Linked DNA regions of Rattus norvegicus: region 1 is linked to region 2. The links are chromatin contacts, called in public Hi-C maps. All regions are on one chromosome and are shown on one strand. The core of a region is the stretch at or near the end of the contact, and the rest is flanking DNA. Distances in the headings are between cores, read along the strand shown.

What was found. Hi-C and Micro-C count contacts between places; a contact is called where the count stands out from the background.
Region 1: a Hi-C map of mammary epithelial cells shows a contact between it and region 2, with 2.0 times the contacts expected there. The contact joins the promoter of Grpel1 here to the enhancer-like site in region 2. A contact is called at or near these places in 9 of 12 Hi-C or Micro-C datasets (the A7r5 cell line, Schwann cells, frontal cortex and 4 more).

Annotation. Positions count from the first base shown.
Region 1 is chr14:78,520,754-78,524,371 of GRCr8, forward strand. It overlaps Grpel1 (GrpE-like 1, mitochondrial), which reads right to left and starts at 2,115. Exons shown (of 4, transcript NM_024487.4): 1 at 2,041-2,115. The coding sequence starts at 2,102. It also overlaps a transcript of Tada2b not described here.
Region 2 is chr14:78,406,457-78,410,152 of GRCr8, forward strand. The region is part of intron 2 of Tbc1d14 (TBC1 domain family, member 14); the gene reads left to right. Among named protein-coding and RNA genes, the nearest start is that of Tbc1d14, 11 kb to the left of the region's middle. Within about 2 kb of position 1,460, at least 35 of the 93 cell types and tissues checked have an H3K27ac peak or open chromatin away from gene starts, as enhancers often do. A contact at or near this core is called in the A7r5 cell line, hepatocytes, kidney and 1 more, where this site is marked.

The DNA of each region.
Region 1 (3,618 bases), core at 865-3,364, 110 kb after region 2:
TTGCTATTATATTTATTATGTGCTTGTTTGTCTGTCTGTCCATGTGTGCCTTTGTATGTGTATATCTGTGTAAGTGTATGCCACGTGAGTTTGGGTACCTATGAAAGCCAAAACCACTGGATACTTTGGAGCTGGAATTGCAGGCAGTTGTGCTCTGTCTAAGTGTGGGTGCTAGGAACTAAACTTGAGTCCTCTACAAGAATAGCAAGCACTCTCAGCCACTGAGACTTCTCTCCAGCCCCTGTTTTTCTTTCTGATGCATTTGTTTACTCCGAGATTGAGTCTGGCAATAAATTTGCAATCTTCTAACCTCAGTCTCCCAGGTGCTGAGTCCTGGGATTGCAGTGCGCTCTTCTGCACAGATCCAAAGCAGGCCCAGGTGAGTTACAGGGTAGGGTGGGTAAGCGGTGCATTTCAGGAACTGGGAATCACTTGGACAGAGGGGTGGAAGTGGGAGTATGAGCGTTGTGCAGAGGAAAGGCAAAGAGAAGTCTAATGAATCCTCGACATGAACCTGAAGAGGCAGCCAGGAGGTATGGGATCTCCTGGAGCTGGAGTTACAGGCGGCTCTGACCCACTGTGGATGCTGGGAATTAAACCCAGGTAGGTCCTCCACAAAAGCAGCCAGTGTTTAACTACCGACCCCCCCAACCCCTGGCCCCAGCAGTGACCTCTTAATTTTATTTTTTATTCTGTCATGCTTTTAAAAAAGCTAAGAATCTGGGCTGGGGAGTTGGCTCAGTGGTGGAGAGCATTTGTTATTCTTGTAGAGGACCTAACTTTGATTCCCAGGTAACAACCAGCTAATTGTAACTCTTCTGACCTCTGAAGGCACTAGGCACACACATGGTGCATGGACCTATGTTCAGGCAAAACACCCATACACATGTGAAGCCTGCCTACAGTATGAATTATCTCCACCCCTGGGAGTGACAATCAGCCTTTCAGCAAGAGTTTTGCTGTACAGATACTTTCATGTAAGGAACTAGGACTAGGTCCCTCAGGGAAGAGGGAAGCCAAGCTTAGGGATATTGTGGAGTTATGACTAGCAGCTATACGGCTGTCCTTCCTACTAGAGCACCTTTCTTCAAAACCACAATTTAAGAGACAGACATAAACCAAGCTGGGGGATGGGACCGGATGGGAATCCTTCCTGTCAACTCTAAGCACCACAAGTAAGAAATGCTTCCACGGGAATACTCCAGACTGCTCACTGCTTAGCTCCCAGCTCTTTGCACAATGTAAGCCTGTTTTCATCTTGTGGTCACGTATAAGAGATCATCCACATGTTAACTCTCACTAGATGAAAAGGCCCGCTCCCATTCCGCTCAGTTTCCACAAGATTCGGGCAAAGTCGCTCTTTTTATTTTTTTTAAATCAACCAAAAACTTGGTTCCAGGAAGAAACAAGCTAAAGAAACTGAGCACTGCCTAACTTTGGAGGTGCGACTCAAAAGCCGGAAGCCACGAGTTAAGGTAAAGATTGCCAAAAAAATGGGCATTTATCTAATTAAACTGCGCACACTGTCTTTGTTGCTCCTTGGACTTCACATTCCGCGGAGGACAAAATGTGAGGGACAGTGGGAAAAGCCAATAACCAGGCAGCACACATTCTGGTTTGGATTAGGGATCAGTAACCCCAGCCCCTAGGCAGGCGGGCTTCTGCCTGGCTGCCTGACCTTGGGCAAGTCTCCCGCTTGTTGTCTTTTGCAATTCCAGGAGGGGTGGTGCCCCTATGCCGGTGAGAGTACCGTGTGTCGCCTGACAAGCAAATGGCGGAGCCTTCCACCTGACGCATCACCCAGATCCCCACATTTACGCCCCAGCGGCCCCACTCCTCGGCCCTCGGGCCCAGTTCGTGCAGCGCCGCACAGCAAACACCGGGACACCCGCGCGTTGAGGCCAGGCACGGGGATCCGACTGTGAGGATGAGACTTCAGGGCGCACGGGCACCGATGCGGGGACCAGACCTGCTGCTAATGTCCTCGCCAGAGCTCTGGGCCAAGAGTGGGGCCGACGCGGAGGAGCAGTGCTCTCTTACCTGAACGACAGCGCCAAAGCCGGGAGGCTGCGCCGCGCCAGCCTCACGCACCGAGCCGCCATGACTACCCCCGGGGTCGCGTCACTGCACTCACACTGCGCATGCGCGAAAGCCCCTACACCGGCTTCCCCACCTACTGCTGTTGTTTAGCTAATCCGTGATCGCCGTTGTTCTGATGGACAGATAATTTCCACCAATAATTGCGAGTCATGACAGAGTACCGGTTCCCCCTTCTCTGGTGGGCGGGGACTGAGGCTTCTGGGAGTCCCGGAAGGTGAGGAGGTGAAAGGTGAAGCGGGAGGGGTGGAGGGGGTGGAGGGAAACGGAGCTTCTGTGGGCGTGGGCGCGCCCGGAGATAGCCAATGAAGAGGAAGAGCGCCGGGGCGGGGCGGGGCGGGGCGGGAGGCGGCGAGCGCTGGGCTGGGGACCGTGGAACGCATGCCAGTTGACTGGTGTTCGCTCTAGGCTCCGGCTACATTCTGCCAACGTTTTTTTTTGGGGGGGGGTGGGGGGTGGCGTCCCGGGAAGGGACGGACCCCATCTCTACTACGTCTGCCGCAAGCACGCTATGTCAGCAGGCTGCCTGTGGACCGCCCGATGAGCATGACTTAGTTTTGTGCTTTCTGCCACCTCCAGTTTGCTCAGAATGCAACATAAGAAAATGAACTAACAGCAGTGTGTGCAGGAGAGCTTCGAGGATTTGGTGCAGATGTTTGGTCAGTACTATGGGGGAGGTCGCAAAGCTGAGAGATGTCTGAGGATGCTTTCTTGTATATGCAACTGCTTCCTTCCTCTCCCCGCTCCTTCAAATTCCGAGACGGAATTCCACGCTTCGTCTGTGGACTACAGTTTGCGAGTGCCCTCAAAAGGACCAAAAAGTCTATTATTTAACTTCGCTTTTATTAAAACCATTTCCTCAACACATGCTGCTTTTTGTCGGTGGCCTGGGGAACATGTCCACCCAAAAGCACAGCACTCACCTCATGGGGAATAAGTTAATTCTGGAGCCAATAATGAGTGCAGAAACAGTTTTAGGACACCCCAAATCCTACGTTCCAATGGGAAAACAGTTTCAGGACGTTTGCATAGTAGCAGAACAAAGAAAGCCACAATTCAAGTCGAAAAATGTATTAGTGGAAATGTTCGGTAGGTGATTACAGCAAACCGGAACCTCAGCTGCAGGCCTCATTCTTCGCCCTTTGATTGGTGGGGAATAAGGGTTTTGTTACTACGCGTCACCAAGATTTTAATCTGTTTATCTTGACGTTAGGTCTGACACAGAGTGGGGCAAAGAATCTATTTAATGGACTAAAGATAGCCCAAGATAAATTGCAATTAGGCCCTGCACCTGCAACGATTCAGCCTCTCCACAGTCATAGAGGTTTTAATTCTTTATTCAGCCTTTGCTGCAGTTTCCAGGAATCCTGGTTCATTGGTGTGTTGTAGGACAAGTGGCCTGATTTGTTAATTCATTAGGGCTGGGGTCGAGTAGGGGGAGAGGGGATACCGTTAGAGCACTAACGAAATGAAAAGGCATAATTGGATTGAGTCTATGGCACTCGGTGGTGATGGAACAGA
Region 2 (3,696 bases), core at 210-2,709:
TTTTGCCCTTAAAATAAGGACCTGGAAATCAGGTAGAACTGGGCTGAGGGGAGACGTGGCAGCTAAGGTGAGTGTACTGTCCTGTCCTTTGATGGTGAGAGAAAACAGTAGTATTCCTTTACTGGTGGTGCCAGGAATGCCCTTTCCCCAGGAACATCAGAGAGGAGCTGCGTCAAGAAGGGATACTTGGGCCCATAACCTTTGGGGGTGGGGAAAGTCCCCAGGAATGGTCCTAGCTAGGGCAATTTGTCCTTCTGCAACCACCAGGGAGGGGATTTCACTTCCTAAGGACAAATCTAATCATTTGGTCTGTGTTTCAGAATGGTGTGATGTGTGATGTGTGTGTGTGTGTGTGTGTGTGTGTGTGTGTGTGTGTGTGTGAAGATTATGGCCATGGATTTGGGGAGGAGGAAATCAAGTGGTTGCGACTGGATTAGACTGTCTCACATAGCCCTGTCTACATTATTAGTAGAACTTGGCTCTCTTTGTTACTTGTCTTACACAAAGAACAGCCCTATGGGATGGATTTGGGCTGTTCCAAAACCTCAGGCAGTTTCCTCTTTGCTTCCTGCAGAACACATGAAACTTACGTGGTCTTGCTATGTGTTAAAAACAGCCTTCCTCATATGCCTGTTTCATATCTTGTGTGTTTGTCTCTGGTCCGGAAAGTGGTGACTAATCACCATTTACCCTGCATTTTGTCCCTCCCCTGGCAGTGTGCTCTTCCTCCCTAAATGGACTCAGTTAATGCTGAGTCTGCCCAGGTTAGAGTGCCTGCTGTAGGCACATTGTGTTGCTCTGATGTAGATGTCAGAAAATGACTATCACTGTGGAGAGTGGTTCCCATTGTCAGGTCCACATGTAACCTGCTGTTGTTCTGAGTGGATTGCCCAGTTGCAGTGTCTGGTGTGTGCACATGTTACCAGGACTCAGTCAGCTTTTCTGCCACTTGTATTGCTTCTGTTAGCATTGCCTTGTTCTTAGAATATGACCCAGATTTCAGTTGAATGCTCATGGATGGGGCTGTCTGGGAAACCTGCCCACTTGAGGACTTGGTTGTTAGTAATTAATTCAGCACATACTTTTAAAAATCCTTAATCTATGGTAGATGCTGAAGTCCAGAAATGAGTAAACTGTTCCTGCCTAAAGTTTGAGACCTGGTGGCCAGGGAACAGTTGTAAACAGGAGAATAGTTGTAAAATCTCATCATTTTAGGTGGGGTGTGGTAGAAGAGTCTAGAAAGAGCTTTATAGCTTCCTGAAGAAGCCAAGGAGGGGACAGAGGAGGAAGGAGGTGGTAAGCTCCCCAAGTTGGAGCTTCCCATGCCACAGTTGGCTAGAGCCCAAAACCCCCGATGACCTTGCTGGGCTGGAGCTCCTTGCTCTGTACAGTGGCCCCAGTTGGGCTGCATGTTGAAAAGTGGGGGAAGGTAGAGATGACGGGAGGGCCTTTGTATCTGCTTAGTGTGGGGAATTCGGGCTCAGTCTGTGCTTAGAAAGCATGTGACTTGGAGGCAGGCCACCTTCCTTAGGCCAACTTCCAAAGATCACCCTACGGCCTTGTCTCAGAAGCATGTGTTTTGTTTGTGCAACCTCCCCCTTTGGGGGCACTGGCAGAAGGCAGGAGGCCTGGAGTGTGGCCTCTGGTTTTATGGCATTGGTAGTACCAGGTGGAAGGGCCCAAGGAGCAGGTGGCCTTAGCCCTTTGCAGAGTTGGCTCTAGAGTATAGTTTTAGTTAGGATTACTATTGCTGTGACAAAACACCACAACCAAAAAGCAAGTTGAGGAGGAAAGGGTTTATTTGGCTCACACTTCCTTATTTTGTTCATCATCAAAGGAAGTCAGAACAGGAACTCAAACAAGGCAGGAACCTGGAGGCAGGAGCTGATGCAGGGGTTTTGTTTCTGGCCTGCTCCCCTAAGCTTGCTCAGCCTGTTTCCTTTTAGAACCCAGGACCACCAGCCCTGGGATTGAACCACCCACAATGGGCTGGGCCCTGTCAATAACTAAGAAAATGTCCTACAGTTAGATCTTATGGAAGCATTGTTGTCACGAGTCCCTCCTTTCAGTTATCTCTAGTTTGTGTGTTAAGTTGACATAAGAGTGAGTAGCCAGCACAAATATGCTGCAAGTGGAGCACTTTTTCCCTTTTAGGCTTATTTCCTCAAAGGCAGACACCCTGTTCCTGAGACTTAATGAATCACCAGAGGCCTCAGAGTTCATTTGGCTTTTCCCTGAAAGAGGCCCCAGAGACAGGGAACACCATGGCTCAGGGCTGGCAGCCCTACTTTCTTCCCCACTTCTTGACTAGTGCCATTGTCTGAATAAGATGGTTTCTCACCCCACAGACAGCACTAGCTAGGTGTTTGCCCAGGCCCTGACTGATGTGCACTCCCCCCCCCCCCCCCCCCCCCGGAGCTGGGGACCGAACCCAGGGCCTTGCGCTCACTAGGCAAGCGCTCTACCACTGAGCTAAATCCCCAACCCCTGATGTGCACTTTTTTTTTTTTTTTGGCATCTAATTTCTTTTTCTTTCTTTCTTTCTTTCTTTTTTTTTTTTATTAACTTGAGTATTTCTTATATACATTTCGAGTGTTATTCCCTTTCCCGGTTTCCAGGCCAACATCCCCCTCCCCCCTCCCCTTCTTTATGGGTATTCCCCTCCCCATCCTCCCCACCCTTGCTGCCCTCCCCCCAACAATCTAGTTCACTGGGGGTTCAGTCTTAGCAGGACCCAGGGCTTCCCCTTCCACTGGTGCTCTTACTAGGATATTCATTGCTACCTATGAGGTCAGAGTCCAGGGTCAGTCCATGTATAGTCTTTAGGTAGTGGCTTAGTCCCTAGAAGCTCTGGTTGCTTGGCATTGTTGTACATATGGGGTCTCAAGCCCCTTCAAGCTCTTCCAGTTCTTTCTCTGATTCCTTCAACGGGGGTCCTATTCTCAGTTCAGTGGTTTGCTGCTGGCATTCGCCTCTGTATTTGCTGTATTCTGACTGTGTCTCTCAGGAGCGATCTACGTCCAGCTCCTGTCGGCCTGCACTTCTTTGCTTCATCCATCTTGTCTAATTGGATGGCTGTATATGTGTGGGCCACATGTGGGGCAGGCTCTGAATGGGTGTTCCTTCTGTGTCTGTTTTAATCTTTGCCTCTCTATTCCCTGCCAAGGGTATTCTTGTTCCCCTTTTACAGAAGGAGTGAAGCATTCACATTTTGATCATCCGTCTTGAGTTTCATTTGTTCTAGGCATTTAGGGTAATTCAAGCATTTGGGCTAATAGCCACTTATCAATGAGTGCATACCATGTGTGTTTTTCTGTGATTGGGTTACCTCACTCAGGATGATATTTTCCAGTTCCGACCATTTGCCTACGAATTTCATAAAGTCATTGTTTTTGATAGCTGAGTAGTATTCCATTATGTAGATGTACCACATTTTCTGTATCCATTCCTCTGTTGAAGGGCATCTGGGTTCTTTCCAGCTTCTGGCTATTATAAATAAGCCTGATGTGCACTCTTAAGAGCAGAATCTCTTGTTTACAGTTGAACTGCATCTCCTGCAAACACTCCAGACCCAGCTAGAAAACAAGGAAATATGGTTGTGGAGCACCTGTGAGGTCTGGTGTCTGGCTTCACCACACTTCCTTGTTTCTTTTGTCTTCAGACCAACCTGTAGTATAGTATTGTTCACGCTGGGGA